Linked DNA regions of Gossypium hirsutum: regions 2, 3 and 4 are each linked to region 1. Evidence: chromatin contacts called from public Hi-C data. All regions are on one chromosome and are shown on one strand. Each heading gives the region's core, a stretch centred on a gene start, on an enhancer-like site or on the middle of the called end of the contact. The rest is flanking DNA. Distances are from core to core; before and after follow the strand shown.

Region 1 (5,445 bases), core at 739-3,238:
TCTGCCTTTCCATAACTGAGTTGCTGGAGCATACCTGAAAATTTTTCAATGTTGAAAAAAGTTAGTTCATTCGACATTTATCCAAGTTATGTGTGGTTCATACAATCACATACCGGTGTCACATACCTTGGGGCTGGCAAAGGAGGCAAGCTTTGCCATTCCCTTGTTTGAGTATCAAGAACATAAGTACGAGATGTCGGGGCCCGACATTGGGGACCATATTGACCTGACACTACATATATGTATCTCCCATCACTTGCTACTCCTAGATGTGAATTCGCCATGTCTTTTGGTGTATCGAACTTGGCACACCATGTATTGTCAGTGAAATTAAACACATCAACATGAGAGTGCACCTGTTGTTGAAAAATCAAATACACATCAATTACATTCATCAATTCAATCTAATCAACAATTTAAAACCAAAGGGTTCATAGAATGATAAACTTACATGGTCAAGGGTACCATATCCTGAAAGAACATAGAAAAGGTTGTTAATTTGTATAGCTGAACCATCAAGGCGTGGAACTGGTGCTGATGGCATTTGTTCCCAAGCCAAATCTGGTGCTGGTAAATCCGCAAATGTTGCTGATAAAAATCTCTTCTTTTTCCCAATCTAAAATTTTACAAAAAAAAAAACTATCACCAAAAGAAGAAATTTTTAAAGAGAGGGAAAGACAAAAAAAAAGAAGAAAAAAAACACAAAACCTTGTCGTCAACGTTTTGTTGTTGTTGAGAAACAAAGATACGAGGTTTTTGAGACACCCAATTGGATGCAAACCTAAGATATGAAGAGCTAAAAGAAGAAGAAGATGCCCAGAAGAGATCTATAATGCAAGCCAATCCCAAAAGACAAAAGAAGAAGAGAACAAATATAAATTTTGTCTGACTGTTGTTGCTCTTGCTTTGATGTTGATGGTGGTGATGTAGATTTTTGCCCATTTTTCTTTTTGCAGGTTCATAAGAGTATTGCTCATCTCCATTTATTTATTAGAACGTAAAGGAAATACAGGGGTTGGAGGAGAAAAAAGAAAGACAGCTTGAGACAGCAGTAACTTTGAACTCTGCTAAAAATGTTGGGCGCCAATGGTTTTTCATTGCCTTTTGAAGTTCACTAGTTCTTGGGTAAATTACATCTCATGTCCTAAATTATGCTTCAAATTTTACATTAGTCCTAAACTATAATACTCAAAGTATCAGTTAGGTACTTTTAGCATTTGGATAGCTTGGGAATCGTATGCCACTAGTATTTTAAAAATTAGGATAGTGGTTGAACGGTTTAAACTATGTTCAACATTCGATTTGATCAATCATATAAAAATAAATAATAAAAATATTCATAAAACATAAAAAGAATATATAAAATCCGTTCAACTGATTCAAATTGTTGACTTTTTGTTTTGACTTCCGATTTTTTATTAGTTTTGAGCAGTTCATTTAGAGGTCGATTCAACTTCTATATTTGAACTAATGTATCAATCAATTCGATTCAAATAATACTAAATATTGCATAAAAATTATATTTTTTATTAGATTCATGCATATTTAGCATCCAAATTAATAATTAGATTGACGAAACAACCTAATTGATACGATACTTATATTTTAAAAACTCAATTCCAACATTTTAAAATTTAGAACTTGTTTAAAACATGAATCATAATTTGAGGATGTACTGTGAAATTAATCCTTTACATTTATGTGTCTTCCGAGGTTGGAAATTCAAGGGCAATCCTCAGCTGTTGTTTTCATGATCGGTCGGTGGATGAAATGGGCTGTCTCTGCAAGAAAAAAAGGGGCCTGTCTGTTTTCCTTTTATTTATTTGTGGAGTCTCTCCTTTATGGGCTGGTTTTATTGCTGTCCACTACTTGGGTCTCATGTAACTGAAAAGACCAAACACAAGACCTGGCAGTTTTCAAGGCCATCCTAAAAGCCCAAAACCTTACTGTCTGTTGGTGGACACGCGACTCGACTAAATATCAGTCACTGTATTTTTTTTTCCTAATATAATTTATGCTGTTTTCTCTTATACTTTTCGTTTTGTTCCTTTGGATCTGTGAGGCAGCCGCCGGTTCCTTTGACCACCACCACCACCACCACCACCTCTCTGTGATCAACCTTCACTCTCTTTTTCAAGTTAGTTCTCTGTCTTATGCTCTCTTCACATCCTCTTTTAATCTTTGGGTTTGTTATTTTTATTATTTTTTCCTCCATAGTTGTTGGATCTGCCCCCAGATCCTCTATGTTAGGGTTTTCAAGTTCCTCCTTTTTTTCATTTTAAACTTTAACCTTTTTTTGGCTTCTTTATGCTATTCCTTAGATTGGGTTTACTGTTCTTTTTGTATTGTATGTTTATCCTTTGATTTTATGATTACCCAATTGTTTCAACACTGTTAGAGCTTTTCCTTTTTGGAGAATTTAATGATTATTTGACTGAAAAAAAGGAACCTTTATATGAATTCTCTTTTTAATCTCATTTGGTCCTCTCTTTTTTTTAACATTTTATTTGTAAATATACATTTGCTTATTAAGTTTCAGCTGAACTTTTCAGGGAAATTAGCTGAAATGGCTGGAGGATTAATCCACCAGGTTTTAAGGAGGAAATTTCAATCACAGTCTGCTGTAAGATTCTTTCCTAGTTTTCCTTCATTGATGTTAAACTTATACTTACCTAGGGAATGAGGTTATGAAGACCATGCAATCTACATGGTTCTTACTGGATTTTCTTAGATAATCTTGAAATATTTTGCTACATGGATTCTAGTATTTGTTAAATTTTAGCAAGTTTTCATTCATTGATCCTAGTTTTCTACTTTCCTCGAGATGAATTCTAACTTTTAAGGCAAGCTTTGTCCAATTGCGGTATATTTTCATCCTATATTCCTCTTACTTGGGTGCTAATGTCTGATATGCAAGTGTGCATTGACATGGGTATGATCGGATTTTTTAAATTTTTTCCATGTATTTGGAGTATATCCTTGGAGGTTTATCTTCATACTCAAGTGTCGGATATGAGTCTTGGACATGTGCACTTCATGAACAATGAAGAGTCAGAGCAAAAAAAGTTTTCATCTCTGAATAATAATGAAAAGTTTCTATAGGATCTAACCTGGAATGGTTTTCTCCCAGTTACCAATACTTGTTCTGTATTATTGCTCAGGTTCAAGCTTTATCATGGTTTTCATCAAGGAAAGTTAATGACGATGCGGGTTCTGCTGGTATGAGGACCGTTGCACTCCTTGGAGCTGGTGTTTCAGGTTTACTAGGTTTTGCAACAGTAGCATCTGCTGATGAGGCAGAACACGGTTTAGGAGTTCCAAATTATCCTTGGCCTCACGCAGGCATCCTCAGTTCATATGACCATGCTTCGTGAGTTTTATGCCTTTCCTTGCTCTTTTTTGTTATGTGCACAAAAACGAATAAACCTTACTTGAAAAGGAAAAAAGTTGTATATCAGTCTCAACATCCAATTGGAGAATTGGAGAAATCTATTTAGAATCTTGCAATATGGTTGTAATATTAGGTTAGCCATTGCCATACATATATTTTTACTTTTTGCTGCCAGTGTTAATGATGTGATATCAATCTTGCATGATCAGGATTCGTCGCGGTCACCAGGTTTACCAGCAAGTGTGTGCATCCTGCCACTCTATGTCCCTAATATCATACCGTGATTTGGTTGGTGTTGCGTATACGGAAGAGGAGACGAAGGCTATGGCAGCTGAGATTGAGGTGGTTGACGGTCCTAATGATGAGGGTGAGATGTTTACTCGTCCGGGTAAACTTAGTGACCGCTTTCCTCAGCCATATGCAAACGAACAAGCAGCTAGGTTTGCAAATGGAGGAGCTTATCCTCCAGATCTAAGTCTCATCACCAAAGTAATTCTCGCCTTGCTTTTTAGACCACTGTGGAAGTTATTGGTTATATATAAACTTAAGATATCATACTTGTTTATTTTTTCAGGCTCGTCATAATGGCCAGAACTATGTGTTTGCGCTTCTAACTGGTTACCGTGACCCTCCTGCTGGTGTTATGGTAAGTTCTGCTTTACACTATCTTCTGTGACATGAAATTTTGTTCTAATGTCCAATGTTGGAAACATTTAGCTTCTTCCAAAGATACTTTGTATTTATATATATTTTGCAATTGGGAGTATACAACGGAAGAGAGAATGTGGGTCTGAAGTTAGGATTAAGTTCTATAGCTCTTCGATTTGATCCATTTTAACTGCTGCTTTTCAATGTCTGTATTATGAAAACATACGTTTTAAATGCAAGGCCAATGCCTTCCTTTTGCTGTAACAGTTCAGAATTTAACCCTTCATTTCCCCTGATCCGCAGTTCTTTTCATTGTATAGCTTTTGTATGCATGCTTGTAGCACGTGCATGTACACTTTGTTGTTAATAGCTGGCTACAATTATCTAATATCAACTGAATATTTTTGGTTGAGGCTCAAGAATAATACCTAAAGTCTTCATTTTTCAATCGTGTAGATTCGTGAGGGGCTACACTATAACCCATACTTTCCAGGAGGAGCAATTGCCATGCCTAAAATGCTTATTGATGGTGCTGTAGAGTATGAAGATGGCACCCCTGCAACTGAAGCTCAGGTCTGTTTCTGCCCTTTCATTTCATTCATATTACCTTGCCTATGTGTTTGAGAACCCCCTTATGTATTTGCATTTCATATGGGATACATTTCTCACTCTTCTGTATTATTATTGTCATATGGTGCACAGATGGGGAAAGATGTGGTGACATTTTTGTCATGGGCGGCAGAACCAGAAATGGAAGAAAGGAAGCTGGTATGTATCATATCATAAATGATTCTTTAGTCTAAAGACCTTGTTTTAACAATTAGAGTTCTGATATTTCCATCATCGAATGCAGATGGGTTTTAAATGGATATTTGTATTGTCATTGGCTTTGCTTCAAGCTGCTTACTACCGACGCTTGAGGTGGTCGGTTCTCAAATCTCGCAGGCTGGTACTTGATGTTGTGAACTAGCCTCCTCCCCCTCAAGTTTCTCGCTTTTTGTGGATTTGATTCGGCAATAATTGCTTATCAGGATGTTCTAGGTTCTGCCATGACCAAAGTGGTGAGTAAGTCTTTTTTTTCAGAGTTGAGAAGAAATAAGCTGCTCGACACACATGCATTAAATATTTTTTTGGTTTAAGACTTGAATTTCATTTAGTTATCTTTTTGGATATGTTTGAATACTTGAATCACCGTTCTCAGTGCCGAGTAAGATGAATGGAATCGGTTAAACACAAAGCATTTGCAACCCTCTTCTTTTACTATATTTCTTTTGCTGAACTAGTTAATCATTGGAGTTTCTTTGCTGAAATAGTTTCTTTTACTATATTATTTATTCGAGTTGACTTGAAATTCGATTCTTTTTTTTTTAATTTTTTGAATTGATTCAAGTTTTGCTCACCCTTAA
Region 2 (5,445 bases), core at 991-3,490, 760 kb after region 1:
TAATAAAGACTAAGAGATTATTTTCAACTCAAACTGACAACTCCTTGCTCGATAGCCATGCCAGTAATGGTCGAATTGGGAGTCATAACTATGATGACTTACCGCAAACGTTGAACAATCTAGATTCTCTTAATGATTACGATCAAGTAAATGGATTTCTCTCTGCCGCTGCTTCAAGTTCTGCAACTTCTGATGGACAATCATTTTTTGACATGGATGATGCTCAAGATCAGGTCTTCTCTCCTCCTTTGCTGATGGACATGTCCTTGTTAGCCGATACTTATGAGGATTTGCTCGGTATGTTGTTTTTATTGAAAACTAATACTATTATATAGCCTCGATGTAGGCGCTGTACTATAAGTGTGTAATAATCTAATGCCACCATGGTTCCACTTTTTTAGCGGAGTTTTGTTCGTTTTCTACCTCCTCATGAGGTCGTATTTGATTTGGAGGTTTGTTTTGTGCAGCTCCACTTTCAGAAACAGAAGCTGCTTTGATGGAGCATTGAAACCAGGGATTGGACAATTCCATTCGGATATGGTTTTGGTTTTGGGTCCTTGGTTTGGATGTCCAGCACTCACCCATTGCTTTGTTGTTCAACACGATGCTTGTATGTACTTTTGAGAGACAGATCCACGATGAAGCCTTGATTATTGCGATTATTTTGTAACCAACTGAAGTTTAAAGAAAATTTATATAATTTTTGCCCACAATGCAAGCCTTTTGGTACTGACAGGTACTTTGGCAAGATGGCTCGTTGAAGTTTCTCGATTTATGAAAGGTAAATCGAGATTATTTAGCTTATCCTTTAACATCATGATATGTTTTAAAAGCGAAATTCATTAGATGTTGTTGTCAATTTTTGTATGCAGAAAGTTATAGATGACGTTCATTGCTTTGCTTGCAAAGGAGTTTTGTTGACTTTGTAAGTTTTAGATTAATGTGTTGTTGTCCATTTCAGGGCCTGCAATTACTTCTTTTCAATGTACCTGTAGCGAAGGAATTAATCACTGTTATTGGCGGTAAACACCTTAATTTAAAAAAAAGAAAACAAAGAGTACCTGCGATACATACCTTTCCAAGGGTTAAGTATATTAGATTTTCTTAAATTATAATCAAGTTTTAGTTTGGTTTTTAAAATTTAAAACTTGTTTCAATTAAAATTTTGAATTAAAATAGTATTTCAACAAAGTCTTTTAGATAACTTAATCGTAACATTTAAAAAAAATTATCTTTTCATACATGTTCAAAAAAATCAAGTCAAAGCCAGGATTTATTTTCCTTTTATATAATATTTAGTTCCACTTATGATTTTCGAAAAACATGCTTAAAGGTATTTAAATTTATGTTTTCATAATTATGATCACAATAGTTATCAAATGAGAAAAATCTCAATTGATAACTAAACTAATAATTATACTATTGAAGGGTTTCATTGCAACTATAGTACAGGAAAAAAATGAAATTATTTGATATTTAAGACTAATTAAGTTATAATGATAAATTTAACATTTTCTTTTGTTGTTTTGATCTTAATTCTTTTATTATTTTAATCCCTTAACCTTTAAAATTTAATCAATTTATTTTTTGGAGGGAAAAATTGATGGAACACTTAGAAGTTTAATGATATTGATGTGGTAACCCTTGTAATAGTCTATGTATACTTCATAAAAATTCAAAAAATATAACATGTAGATTGTCACATGTGTTGCTACATTAATATCATTAAAAGTTTAACAATTTAACTAAAATTTAAAAGTTGAAAGCCAAAGTGATTCAAAAAAGAAAAGAATCAAAATGACAAAAAATATAAATTTTAGGAGCTGCATTTGTTATTATACCTTAATTTAAATAAATTATATCTTTATAAACCTTCATCTATGTGAGATGAACAGTTTGGGGTTTTTACATATTAAAGGGAAATGAAAGGTTTGAAGAAAATTTTAATGGTAATAATGTTGTAAGCTATCTAAGATTATAATTCAAGTTTGTAATGATTTTAAACAGCTCACAAAAGATAAATACAAAAAGAAAAGATACATTATAGTTTCTACGGCACGCGCCAAAGTGCACGTGAGGTCCTTTGCCCGACCAGAATGGAAAACTGTGCTAAAGCCGGAAGAAAAGATGGAAGCTTTGGCCTTTAGATGATAACCGTGGACAACAATGGATCTGTCAAGTCTTTAAAAATTACCACTCGAGTTGAGTAGCGCGTGGGAATATTAAACTATCATTTTTGTTGTATTTCTCATTTTTAATATTCTCCATCTTCATCCGGGAGAAAATCAAAAGTGAAAAAAAAGTGTGAGCTTTGAGATTGAAAATGAAATTTTGCTGAGAAGATTTAGAAAAAGATTAAATCTTTACTAAAATAAAAAAAAATAGAGATATGGGTTTAAGTTAAACAATTATTTTCCACAAAAGAAAGAAAAGAAAAAAAGGAAAACTAAAACACCACCAACAACAGCCAAAGGTTGTTTCATGGATGATGTTTTTCTTCTTTTTCCTAAATCCCTCATTTTTTTTTCTTTAAATTCTAAAATCTCTATCTCTCTGTGTGAGAAAGAAAGGAGTAGCTCAACTATCTCTTTTGTAAGTAGACAGATTTTACCCTCTTTTTTTTTTGTTCATATTTTTGTTTCCTCACCTTTTCTTGGTTTTGCACCAAAGCTCTTTTTCTTTCTTCATATTAGTTAGAGTTTTATTTTGGGTTATGTTCTTTTGGATAATTTTGTAGGTTGCTTTTGTTGGAAAATGCTGTTTGGGATTTTAAGATCAAACCCAGATCTTGTTACCTTTCGGTCAACCTTAATGCTTTTGTTAATCTTTGGAAGCTACGGAAAAATAGAGCCAAGGGGAACACAGGTGGAAATTCTTTGCCCCTTTTCATTCTTTAAAGTTATGTAGCCTGAAAATTAAAGCTTTTAGCTGAATTTCATGGCTTTAATGGGTGATCAAATTGGGTACTTTTGTTTATTGTTTTAGGCATACGGTTTCTTTATCTATCTATCTATCTATCTATCTATCTATCTATCTATCTATATCTCAAAGTGATGCATGCTTTGCCATCTATTTGCTAATTGGGGCTTTTGTTTTAGTTGATTGATGTTCTCTATCTTGGACTTGTTTTATGTGTTTTAGATTTTTTTCAACATATGAAGTTTGGTTGATGTTGTTAAGGCAAACAATGAAGCTTCTCTGTTGAGGAATTTGAGTAATAACTCATTTTATTGAGGATGGAGTCCCATATTTATGGCTGGGTTGACTCATTGTCCACTTCGAGTATGATGATACTGCATTTTCTTTGAGGGGTTTTCTTTTTCATATCGAGGTTTTAAGTTACGATGATCAAACAAATACTTAATAGGCTCCCACGGAAACCATCTAAGTCGAGTGACAATCGTGAGGGAGGAGGAACCTCTACTTCATCATCAAATGCTTCTACCAGTTCAAGAAGCAGTGATCAAGTTAGTAACCGCTATGCAAACTCTAGCAGTTCGTCCTTTTCCAGCTCTAGTTCTCCAAATTCTGGGTTGAATCAAGGTAACAAGTTTTCTCAAGTGGTGAATACGAAACTGAATGGGAATATGGTTACCACTTCTTTTGAGGCTTTACCTAGTTTTAGAGATGTACCGAATTCTGAGAAGCAGAACTTGCTTATCCGAAAACTGAACTTGTGTTGCATCGTGTTTGACTTCACTGACCCGACAAAAAACCTCAAAGAGAAGGATCTCAAGCGGCAAACCTTACATGAGCTTGTGGATTATGTTTCATCTGCTAATGGAAAATTCTCGGAGATTGTTATGCAAGAAATCGTGAAGATGGTATCTGTAAATTTGTTTAGAGCGCTAACATCTCAGCCCCGTGAGAACAAGGTTTTAGAAGCATTTGATTTGGAAGAAGAAGAACCCTCGATGGACCCTGCGTGGCCTCATTTGCAAGTTGTTTATGAATTTCTATTGAGATTTGTGGCATCACCCGAGACAGATGCAAAATTGGCCAAGCGGTATATTGATCATTCTTTTGTTCTAAGGCTGTTAGATCTTTTCGATTCAGAGGACCCCAGAGAAAGGGAGTATCTTAAAACCGTTCTGCATCGTATCTACGGAAAATTTATGGTCCATCGTCCATTCATCAGGAAGGCAATCAATAACATCTTTTACCGCTTTATTTTCGAAACTGAAAAACATAACGGAATCGCAGAGCTTCTAGAAATACTGGGAAGTATAATCAATGGGTTTGCTTTGCCATTGAAGGAAGAACATAAGCTCTTTCTTGTCCGTGCACTGATACCGCTTCATAAACCAAAGTGTATACCCATGTACCACCAGCAGTTATCTTACTGCATTACTCAATTCGTGGAGAAGGACTGCAAGCTTGCCGAAACCGTTATACGGGGGTTGCTAAAGTATTGGCCAATCACAAATAGCTCGAAAGAAGTCATGTTCTTAGGTGAACTGGAGGAAGTTTTAGAAGCCACACAACCTGCCGAGTTTCAACGCTGCATGGTACCCTTGTTCCGTCAGATAGGCCGTTGCTTGAGTAGTTCCCATTTTCAGGTAGGGATTTCCTCGTTTCTCTACTTGCAACTTTAGCTTCTTTTCCGTATGAATGTCCCTTAACAGAATATGCCTAGATAAGTGAATTGAATTTTGAAACAAGGGGAACTCATCAATATGAGTTAAAGGCTTTATTGTCTGGCGATATCTGGACATTGTTGCTATGTGAAACTGTATCGAGTCGGCTATGCTAGCATGAAATATGTCCTTGTGTTTATAATTTGTTTGTAGGTGGCAGAGAGGGCTTTATTCTTATGGAACAATGATCATATCGAGAGTCTAATAAGACAGAACCGGAAAGTTATACTTCCAATTATTTTCCCATCCTTGGAGAAGAACGCAAGAAACCACTGGAACCAGGCAGTGGAGAGTTTGACTTTAAACGTCCGAAAGATTTTCTCCGCCACTGACCCTGAGCTCTTTGAGGAGTGCTTGCGCAAGTTTAAGGAAGACGAAGCACAAGAGAACGAGGTTAAATCAAAACGTGAAGCAACATGGAAACGGTTAGAAGAGATTGCTGCAATGAAAGCTGCAAGTAATGAACCGGTGCTTATCTCCCCAAAAGCAACTACCCGCAAGCCATCTGGTTAGGAACAAGTTATTGCCATTTTAGTTGCAGATGTTCGATGTCAAGATTGGTATTGCAAGCCATCGGTAGGTGGACATATATGATGAAGCCGAGTTTTTCGTTGTACCAAACAGGATTTTGATTTCTCAGGGATTCATCAAAGATTTGATGCTATGTGGGGGTAATCTAAACCCCTTTTGCTCATATATACATAGCATGTGTATATAATGTATCGAGGGGCAAAAGATAAAAAGAAAGTTTGATTTGTCTTGTAAAGTTGACATCTTTTTCCATTCATAAATCTTCAAGATCTGTCTT
Region 3 (5,445 bases), core at 1,643-4,142, 670 kb after region 1:
AAAATCATGACACCGTCAAAAAAGCAGCGGAGAACAAGCATATATATATGTACATATATCTCAAGCTAATAACGAAATGTTAGTTTACCTGTAACCCCATTCGTTATCGTACCACGCGACAAGCTTAACAAAATTGTCATTTAATGCAATGCCAGCCTTGGCATCAAAGATGCTTGACCTGTCAGAATACAACAGAAGGTAAGTTCCATTTATATATTTGTATCACCTTAATCACAATAGGACAGAATGGATTGGGTTCAGATCAGGTAAATCTAGAGAAGATCAATCTAAGTGTCAAAATTTTCAAGACATTTTGTATTCAAGTCAATTTCGAGTTCAAGCTGCTTCAGGTTTAGGTCTATTCAAGTTTGGGCAGTTTTGAGTTCAACTCATTCAGGTTCGACAATCAGGGTTTTTAGGTTAGGTCATTCCAAGTTGGAGAAATTTCATATTTTTGAAACTCAAGTTTTGATCAATTTAAGTTAGTTGTTCAGGTTATTTCAAATTCAGGTAATTTCTTGTTCAAATCATTATCGAGTTTGATTGTTGACTTCTACGGACTTGGGTCAGAATTGACTGATCAACAAAGAACTCTCTCAAGCATGCAAATCAACATTATGACAGGCATTAAGAATGAAGCTTTCACACCTGCTGTCCCCAACAAAGTCAGTTGATACCAAGTCTTCATCTACGTAGCCAAGAATTCCTTTTAAATTAGTTTCAGATTCCGCCCTACATAAAAATATATATTATTTAGGTACATTATATAGATAATATTATATTCTGAAATATTAAAAATATCATTACAATATAAAAATATTCTAATCCTTACTTGATAGTGGCCTTGATATCTTCATAAGAAGCCTTCTTCTCAAGCCTAACCGTGAGGTCAACTACAGAGACATCAACTGTGGGAACACGGAATGCCATTCCAGTCAGCTTGCCATTCAATGATGGCAACACTTTGCCAACAGCCTATACAATTACAATATAAACTGTCAAACTTCGAATCCAACGACTATTTAAAAATAATAAAGACAGTCATTGTTGATCATAATACATTTATTCAAAGGTGAATACAGTTATTAGTATTTGAAAATCTAAAGATGATTATATACCTTGGCAGCTCCAGTGCTGCTAGGAATGATATTGAACGAAGCAGCTCTACCACCTCTCCAGTCCTTCATTGATGGACCATCAACGGTCTTTTGAGTAGCTGAAGTGAAGAGACTAATCAATAAACAATACATACGGATAGCAACAGAAAGCAATAAAACACCATATATACTTACCAGTAATCGAATGGACAGTGGTCATAAGACCCTCAACAATGCCAAATTTGTCATGGATGACCTGCCACCATGTTTACAAGACCATTATTACCATGAAGATAAAACTATTTGTCAGAAGCTCCAAAACAAATAAAAGGGAAACCACTATTACCTTAGCCAATGGAGCAAGGCAGTTGGTAGTGCAGCTAGCATTGGATACAATGTGAAGGTCAGGCTTGTATTCCTTCTCATTGACACCCACAACAAACATGGGAGCATCCTTACTGGGAGCAGAGATGATTACCTTCTTTGCACCACCCTAAAAAGTGAAAAAGCATAGATCAGATGAGAATACCATACACGAAGATAAGAAGAAGAAAATCAAGTTCCAAACACAACTTTTGGGGGCCTTAACTCCAAAAAAGCATAGGATCAAATTATTATCACAAACCTTCAAATGGGCAGCAGCTTTGTCCTTGTCAGTGAAAACACCAGTAGACTCAACGACATAATCAGCTCCAGTCTCACCCCAAGGGATTTCTTCAGGGTTTCTGGCATAAATCAAAAGCCAATAAAAAAAATAGCTCCTAAATGGAAAACTCACCATGTTCCTCAAGTCAATTACAACAACCCATTTTGAAAAAGAAACACATGATATCACCTGATGCCGAAAACAGTGACAGGCTTTTCACCAAAGAGAAGGGTTTTTGAGTCCTTCACCTTAAGCTCATGGTGCTTCCATTGACCGTGAACACTGTCATACTTAAACATGTAGGTCTGTACAAATACAATTATCAAATCACATCAATAATTAAATCGTTAAAAAAACTGATTAAAACGGTTCTTCATTTTTCATCCTTTCTTTTCAAATTAGACACAAGATTCGCTCACTAAAAAAAACCTAAGCAGAACCAGTAAGTTTATAATAAATCTCTTAAAGATCGAACAAGAAATACATCAGTTTACCAGTTGAAATTTAAACTATTTCATCATGCTCTGTTAGGTAACACTAAAAGTTCAAGAATCATATCACAAGAAAGAAAGAAAGAAAAAAATTCAAATCATCACTCATCTCAGAGCAGAGAAGATCAGATCAGCTTTCTTAAAACTAAAACCAATATAATACAAACATGCACGGAGACTAATGCCAAAACCTAGTAAATAAGTGAGAAATAGGAAGGAAAATACAGTGTACGAACCATGTAATCGGTGGTGATGAAAGGATCGTTAACAGCAACGAGCTCAACATCTTCACTTTGGAGAGCAACTCTGGCAACCAAACGCCCGATCCTTCCAAATCCTTCACCAAACAGAAAAAGAAAATCAGATCCATAATTTAAAAACAAAATCAATAATAATAATAATAGTACCGTTGATTCCGATCTTGATCTTCCCCATATCGAAAGAAGCGAAAAAAAACAAATCTCTGAAAAAAAATACGACGGCAAAAGAACGGAAGTAAAGGAAGTGAGAATTGAGAGGAAAAAATGAGTAAAAAGGAGGGTTGTTTATATACGAGAGGAAGTGTTGGTGACAGAATGATAGAAAAGGGCAAATGACGGAGATTCTCACGAGGAAAGTGGGGTCGTAGCTCACGTGTCACTTGGATGATGATGAGAAGAAGAAGAAGCAAGGGTAAAAACGTAAAATCAAAGAGTACAGTGCAGAATGAATAAATCCATAAATGAATTAATGATCTTCTTTTCTTCTTAAGTCTATCAGTCAAGTTCGTCACGTCTGATTATATCTTCTAGGACTAATCTGTTTTTGAAAAATAGGAATCGACTTTTTAAAATGAAAGTTTAGAGTTTCTAAGCTGTCGAAATTATTTTTTTAAAAAACGGGAATCGACTGTTTAAAACGAAATTTTAAAGTTGCCACCGATCCTTTTTGATGGAGTGTGATCGGGTCACCTCAAAACGTGGTCGTTTTTCAATAAACAGATTGATTTATCAAAACAACAATTTTGGTCTGCGAAAATTGGAAAAACAGGTTTGGGAGTCGATTACGTGCGAGGAAGGGTTATCACTCTTGTCACGCCCAAATTTAGTACCTAATTGATTATTCAGTGTCTTAATGTTGAAAATTAAAAATTTGACAAGAGTTTAAAATATGATTCCTCTTAGTGTTAATGTTTTTTTGAAGTATTTGGATGAATTAAAACGTATGCCAATGACCGTTTCATCTTAAGATAAAATGTTATATCCAGTACGTTAGGACACAACACATCGACCCTCGATTATGAGCTTGCCTTCTATTTCATTTAAAACACATGTATTTAAATTTTAAAAAGGATATTTGGATATTTAGATCAAACGGAAAATCGAAACCCAGTATGTTAGGGCACGACTACTCGAATTTTTAAATACGGAATATTGCCTTTATGTTATTTAAAACTCATGTATTTTATTTTAAAAGGATAATCGGTTACTTAGATCAAACGAAAAACTGAAACCTAGTACGTTAGGACACGATTTCTTGAATTTCCAAGTATCGAATATTGCCTTTACTTGAAAAATCTAGACAAAAATAATAATAAATAAAATAATATAGAGATAAAAGATAGAATAACAAAGAAAATTCGAATAAAAATTTAATTTAATTCGGGAGGGGGAAAATAAACACACGTACAACAAAATATTGAATGAAATAGTTTAAAAATAGGACGGATAATAAAAATAATAGTAATAATAATTTAAAAAATAATGGAAATGATATTAAAAAAAATAAATATAATGATGATAATAGTGTTAATAATAATAATAATAAAATAATAATAAACAAACGACATATTAATGATAATAGAAAATAATGATAATAATAACGGAAGTAATGAAAATAATAATAATAGAAACAATAGTATAAAAGTAATAATAAAATAGAAAAATGAAAATAATAAAAATAGAAACAATAGTATAAAAGTAATAATAAAATAGAAAATAACAATGATACACTAATAATAATAATATACGTGCTAATAACAATAATAATATAAAAAAAATAATATTATATTGATAAAAATAATAATAGTAAGTTAATAATAATAGTAATAAAAAGGTAAAAAAATAATAAAATAATAAAAATACTATTACGTTACTATTAATAATGATAATAAATCAGTAATAGTATATAGAATAATAGTAAAAGTAATAAAATAATAATAATAATAATAATAACAATATTAAAAATAACACTCTTCCCTTCCCTTCTAAATTTGGCCATCGGTCTGGCCTTGCTCTGGTCACCGAACCTCCACGCGCCGCCATCGGCACCACTGTACACGACGGCCGAACCTAAAAAAAAACCCTTTTTCGGTAATTTCAAAATGGATAAGCTTCTTCCCCTTATTTTTACTTCTTATGTAAAAAATAAAATAAAATTGAAAGATAAAATAAAATAAACAAGGAACTTAAAACGAGAATTGACGAAAAAAGCACCTCTTTTGGTTTGATTTTTGATTAATCTCGTGTATTTCTTGTATCGAAAGTCTCTCTTTTTCTTGTATTCGAGACTCTCTCCTTTTTTCTCCAAAAAAAAGAACTCCTATTACAATAGTTTTGAATGGCTTTTATAGCCAAATTTTACAACTTGTTTGCTAACCGATTGCCTCTTTCTTTTTGTAGGCAAGTAGGGTGATGGAGTTAGTGGTTGGTTTAGTGGTTAGTTTAGTGAAGTGTTAATTGGACTGTTAATTTATTTGGTGTTTTAGGCTCTGCTTGTTGGGCCCGGGTAAAATTTGAGCTCTACAACAATTATACAAAGTATATTAATGTAATTTGTAAATTTGTTTTATTAACTAATCTATTAGTAAAAAAATTACAAATTTACAAACGAATATATTACACCCAAGGCACCAGATCCAACAACCCTAACAATGACCCCAATTGTTACATATCACTCTTTTGAAAGTAACCTCACATACAAGCAAAGAGATCATTTTCCGAAAGTCATTTTTAGTGAAACAAATGGAACCTAATTTGTTTTAATCTGTATAAGAGTTTAATTGTACAATCTTCCTAGGAAACATTGCATCCTTATGGGATACTAAATCCTTCAAAAATTTTAATATAATTTCTCTATCTAAAGAGCCATATAAGTAGATTGTAACAACATTTATTAAATACATATAAACTACAAAATTAATAAGATATTTAAAAGTGATTGCATCCCCACA
Region 4 (5,445 bases), core at 2,207-4,706, 550 kb after region 1:
CATTACCAAAGAAAATATACATCACCAAAATTATGTTGAAGTCGGGATTGATCTGGATGCTGAACTGGGACCTTTGACTTCTATCGACCTGCGCACGGAAACAACCGTACGCTGAGTATTTCATACTCAGTGGTATTACCATAATTCAAATTATAACAATAATAAACATGAAATGCATAAATCTTATATACAAATTTCAATTCAATATCTCAACCATAGCAATTCATCAAACAATATTATATTTCCACAATTTAAATTTGGACATATCATGAACCTTAGGTTCATTTCTCAATCTCATCTCACATTTCAATTCACAATTCAACTTTTTCATTTCATTTCAGTAGCTCATTCGATCAACTCGTTCGGTTTATTATTTCATTAATTACCCTATTAACAAAACTCGGACTTTGGTGGATACACGGATCCAACCAAACACACCAGAATGGCACCCAGTGCCTCATCGGATAGTTCGAAGCAATAGTTGACACCCAGTGTCTCATCGGCAAAGCCGAAGAAAGTTGGTACCCAGTACCTCATCGAATCTATCCGAAGAAATATAGTGACACCTAGTGTCTCATCGACTCGAGGTCGAAGTATCCCTGAACTCTTCCAATCCTATGGCATGCCAACTATATCCGACTCAGCCCGACTAGTTAATAGGGTATTTAAATCACATATATTCTCAATTCAATCACAATTTCTCACATTTTCAATTCAATCATTTTTCCACCTTTCAATCAATAATTATTTCACAACTTCACACATTTTCACAACTCAATACATTTCCATACAATTTAATACCATTCACAATTCGATTCAAATTCATTTCCCGCTTTCAATCAACAAACAATTCAAATATTATTTCATATCAACTATTCAATTTAATTCCCACTCATAATAATAATAATAATAATATTAATACTTACCTCACATTTCATTTACTAGACACATAAATTAAAATTTAACATTTAAAAATAAATAATTTGAATTATAGTAATACAAACCGTAATTTTCTCGAGTTTACTCCTCGATAATCTTCTCTTTTCCCTTCCGTGCCGACGCTTCTGGTTCTTTGCTAGCTACGAAAATGATAATAATTTATACTATTAATTTCAGCACTAATTATGATAAATAATTAAATTTCTATTCAATTTCTTCCTTATTCTCAATTTAATCCTAACTAAATTCACTTACTTTTCTAGTTCAATTCACACTCTATTTCTATTCAAATTTCATCCAAACTCAAATTTAACTATTAAAATTTCGGCATATTTTCCTAATTTCGAATTTCCCTCAATTTAGTCCCTAGAATATAAAACTTATAGTTTCTTTTACAATTTAATCCCTTTTTCAATTCTAACTTAAAATTCATTCAATTTAATCCCTAATTCAACAATTTATTCAACATAAAATATACTTGAAAACCTATGAACTTACAAAATATCAACTTAATTCCATCAAAAATTTGTTTTAAAGCTTTTAAAACATTAGAATTAAGAGAAAAGGGCTAATTTGACTTACCAAATTAAATTCAAGCTTCAAAAACCATATTTTCCCTTTTTCTTTTTCTTTCTTTCTTTCTCCCCTGTTTCTCCCCTGTTTCGTCTCTTTCTCTGTTCCTTTGTTCTTTCTATTCTGTTTCTTTTCTGTTTTGTTTCTTTCTTTTTCTTTTTATTTCCTTTTATTTAATTACTTTAATATAATAATAATTAAAACAAATATCTACTTAGTAATTAATAAAAATATTACAAATGTATGTATTTTATTAATACACTTGTATTAAATTATCACCATACATTTGTCTTTATTTAATTTATTTCTTAATATAATATTTATAATGTAATTAATTTAATAATATACTTTATAATTAATTTATATATTTATATAAATAATAATATAAAAATCTAAGATTTTTACAATGTTATGCCGCCTCAACTTCCAAATGTGGCTTAATTGCCCATTTGGTCCCTATTATTTTCCTTTAATCTATAATTAACTTTCACTTCTATTGCAATTTAATCCTTTTTGCTAATTACTCATAATTAAGCTAAATTCATCGATCTAAAACCTAATTAAACACACAACTAGTCTAGTAAATATTTCTAATAATTATTTTCGAACTCAATTTACTAAGACGGAGGCCCGATATTATACTTTTCCGATGCCCGTGAATTTTGGGTCATTACATTTTATCTCGGATTTGTGGTCCTGAAACCACTATTCCGATTAGGCCCTAATTCGGGATATTACATCTAACATGAGTCAATTGCTCATCATGCCTAAATTTGATAGTCACTATCTTATCAAGGTTAGAGATGAACATAGCCTAGATGAACATAGCCTTTGTTGACGGGACTGACTTCATATTTTTGTTTAACTTTTCATGGTTTGTTATCCATGAAGAGAAAAAGAGAGAGATTATCATTTTTTTAGTCGAACCTTTAAAACATGTACAAAAGTGATTTGAGTTTTTTCAAGTGTCAAACTTTACGAATGAAATGTTGTGTTTATAGGATTAAATTATAGATTACATGATCTTGGATACCATATGCGATATTATAGCGGAGAGTGAATTGGTTTGTGGTGTTGACCATTTTTGCTCAAACAAGAACTTTGAGACATTTGATAAGAGTTGAATCTTTTATGTGCCATGTTGTATATGGGTGTAGAAAGTCGGGTAGACTATACCTAGGTTGAGTGAGGTTTCTATAATACCTATGTAGAACAAAAACAAGCTTTTATCCAAAAAAAAAAAATTCTAATTTTTATTTAAATAATATCTTGAAATTTGAAATTTAATTTTTTTAATTTAATATAATTTGATCTCTTTGTTTTTATTATATTATTAGTAGGTTAAAATTGATAACACTATTATTTATTGTCGTTATGACATAATTTTTAGATAAAAAATAAAAATTAAATATTTGATTAAAATGTGAATTTTGTTACTAGTTGACTAGATTTTTCATCGATTGTGTAATTGAGTAATAATTTTAAAAAAATATTATTACTTTAATGGTAGGAATAAGAGAAATAATAGGGAATTAAGGAACTATCCTAAGTACATTGTGATGCAGTTCGTGAATCCCTTCATTTAAAGGCGAAGTGAAAACTGAAAGATTCGGTAGCATGGAACTAGCCATTCGACATAGAGCACCAGCTGCTTTATTGCCTTCCCCGTAAGTGTGAATGGTGCTATTAATGACATCATAAAAAAAATTATGGGAAATTGAAGTAGAAGGAATAAATTTTGAATTTTAGAATAGTACAGGGACTAAAACAATAATTGACAAAAAACAAATTTGAATGATTAATAGTGCTAAATCAGCATGCCAAAAGCGGACGTTCGAGATCGATCTTAAATCGAACCGTCCGTTGACTTTCATCCTGAATCTAGCGGTCATAATTTCTCCAAAAGAAGCAAAAGCCCTTTAAATAGAGAGACGAGATACGAAGTTAAACTCCCTTCCTGATCTCGCCAATAATCTTTTTCGATCCAAAATTTTAAAATTCAATAAAACATTTTTCCTTTCTATTTTAAGAATATTAATTATTAGTTTCTCTAGGGTTTCTTGATCTAGAGTTTTCTCCTGTTTGTGCCTTTTTTTTTTGCTTCTCTCTTTTACTTTGTCGGCGAAACGATTGAGGAAGGGAAGAAAGGGTTCTCGACATAGGAGGAACAGTGAGCGAGCAGTGACAGACTGGTAATTGTTACTGGTTTCTTATGGGTTTTAGATTTCTTTTTGGATCCGGGTTTGGGTTTTATTCTTAGGGCGAGAGGGGTTTGATATTGGATTAGGGTTTTTGTTGTATCAAGCTTCTTCTGTTGTAAAGATTTGAGGCTTTATCTAGTAAATGATACTATATATTTTCAATTTAAATCAGTAAGCTAGTTTTTCTACTTGCAATTTTAGCTTTCCTGCATGATTGAAATTTTATTAAATGCGAATTTCGCGTTCTTGCCTTTTAGGTGTTTTATAGAGTTCAATATGGTGGGTTTTTTTCTTAATTAATGTGGTGAATTTGGGGTTTCTAAAGATGGGTAGTGTAAATAAAATTCAGGATCTGGGTAAATGCAGGTAAGAGCTGCTTTAATTGAACTGTGAATAAGTTCAATTTATTCTCGTGCTGTTTAATTCCTTTCCCATCGTCGGGAAAATTTTAAATCTGGATTTATTCACTGTGGAATGGGAGAATTTGGTTCCTATTAATGTTCTCTTCTCTAGTGTTTAATCTAGTGAATTTGTGTCTTTCAAAAGATAAATAGTTCAAGAAAGTATTCACAATGGTTAAATATTTTATATTTGGGTAAGTGCGGTGGGAATTGATTTAAACTTGTTTAAAACTTTTACTGACCTTTACTCTAGTAGTTGTAGTTAAAGGGTGGATTTATAGTTACTCTAGAAAATCAGATGGGATAATTTTGCTCCTATGGCTGATATCTTCAGAGTGCGGCAATTAAGTCAGCAGCTCCTTTACACTGAATAAAGGGATATAAGAAGAAAGGTGCTTTGGCTAAGATGTTGGCAAAGCGTGATAGGTTTGCAGGAGAGTATTACTGTGGCCCGTATGAGCCTCCTGGTGAATCAGAGGGATCTGGTAGCTCAGGAAGAATTGATATGGAGTTTACTGCTTCAGAAGATTCAAGTGCACCGCAGAGAAAATGTATCAGTTTGAACCCTGATAAACTTGGCACCTTTGGTGTCCGTACGGAAGTGCTGTCACTGTCAAAATTGTCACAGTTTGAAAGAAAGGATTTGATGCATAGGTTGAGACATGAATTGGAGCAGATTCGGATGCTTCAGAAGAAAGTTGAGTTGCAAAGGACAAATGGGGTTACTGTGTCATCTTCCAGTGATATTCTTAGTTGCAGCAATGGACAAATTTTACCTCACGCACGGGATTTTCAGAAATCATCCATGATGGCTTCTGGACCTGGGAAGAAAGGGAATCCTTTGAGTGGCAAGGCTCGTGCGTTTAATCGGACTTTTTCAGGAAAATCTGAGTCTGCAAAACATGCTTCAGCATCGAACACCTCAAATATGATGTTGATGAAGCAGTGTGAGGGTCTTCTAAAACGACTGATGAGCCATCAGTATGGGTGGGTCTTCAACCAACCGGTAGATATAGTCAAGTTGAATATTCCAGATTACTTTACTGTTATAAAGCAGCCCATGGACCTAGGAACGATTAAAAAGAAGATGGCATCAGGGGCATATGCAACCCCTTTGGAGTTTCATGATGATGTGAAGCTTACTTTCAGTAATGCAATGACCTATAATCCCCCTGGAAATGATGTCCACATTATGGCTGATACCCTTAACAAGTTTTTTGAGGTAAGGTGGAAAAACATTGAGAAGAAGTTACCAGTTACTGGTACCCAGTTGGTACAAAGTAAAGCTCCTTCTGAGGACATAGAGACTTCTAAGCCTATGCCTCCTGCAA

What was found. A called contact is a pair of places that touch in the nucleus more often than the background predicts.
Region 2: a contact with region 1 is called in a Hi-C map of leaf, with 1.9 times the contacts expected there. The contact joins the promoter of LOC107888709 here to the promoter of LOC107888727 in region 1. A contact is called at or near these places in 2 of 34 Hi-C or Micro-C datasets (both in leaf).
Region 3: a Hi-C map of leaf shows a contact between it and region 1, with 2.7 times the contacts expected there. The contact joins the promoter of LOC107888701 here to the promoter of LOC107888727 in region 1. A contact is called at or near these places in 12 of 34 Hi-C or Micro-C datasets (callus, fibers, hypocotyl and 1 more).
Region 4: a Hi-C map of leaf shows a contact between it and region 1, with 2.4 times the contacts expected there. The contact joins the promoter of LOC107888707 here to the promoter of LOC107888727 in region 1. A contact is called at or near these places in 10 of 34 Hi-C or Micro-C datasets (callus, leaf and petal).

What each region holds. Positions count from the first base shown.
Region 1 is chrA09:15,724,472-15,729,916 of Gossypium_hirsutum_v2.1, reverse strand. LOC107888727 (cytochrome c1-2, heme protein, mitochondrial) reads left to right here and starts at 1,988. Exons shown (of 8, transcript XM_016812914.2): 1 at 1,988-2,137; 2 at 2,540-2,623; 3 at 3,162-3,370; 4 at 3,601-3,880; 5 at 3,966-4,037; 6 at 4,496-4,612; 7 at 4,742-4,807; 8 at 4,893-5,276. The coding sequence starts at 2,015. The coding sequence ends at 5,009. LOC107888728 (kelch repeat-containing protein At3g27220) reads right to left here and starts at 1,043. Exons shown (of 7, transcript XM_016812916.2): 1 at 709-1,043; 2 at 452-616; 3 at 127-356; 4 at 1-34. The coding sequence starts at 942.
Region 2 is chrA09:14,961,677-14,967,121 of Gossypium_hirsutum_v2.1, reverse strand. LOC107888709 (serine/threonine protein phosphatase 2A 57 kDa regulatory subunit B' theta isoform) reads left to right here and starts at 2,240. Exons shown (of 4, transcript XM_016812886.2): 1 at 2,240-2,592; 2 at 2,738-2,865; 3 at 3,142-4,559; 4 at 4,791-5,445. The coding sequence starts at 3,345. The coding sequence ends at 5,150. It overlaps LOC107888708 (AUGMIN subunit 6), which reads left to right. Exons shown (of 13, transcript XM_016812885.2): 12 at 1-297; 13 at 468-713. The coding sequence ends at 508.
Region 3 is chrA09:15,051,900-15,057,344 of Gossypium_hirsutum_v2.1, reverse strand. It overlaps LOC107888701 (glyceraldehyde-3-phosphate dehydrogenase 2, cytosolic), which reads right to left and starts at 2,892. Exons shown (of 11, transcript XM_016812878.2): 1 at 2,642-2,892; 2 at 2,471-2,571; 3 at 1,933-2,048; 4 at 1,723-1,822; 5 at 1,444-1,590; 6 at 1,293-1,353; 7 at 1,119-1,216; 8 at 833-975; 9 at 649-732; 10 at 89-178. The coding sequence starts at 2,669.
Region 4 is chrA09:15,176,924-15,182,368 of Gossypium_hirsutum_v2.1, reverse strand. LOC107888707 (transcription factor GTE8) reads left to right here and starts at 3,456. Exons shown (of 10, transcript XM_016812884.2): 1 at 3,456-5,445. The coding sequence starts at 4,521.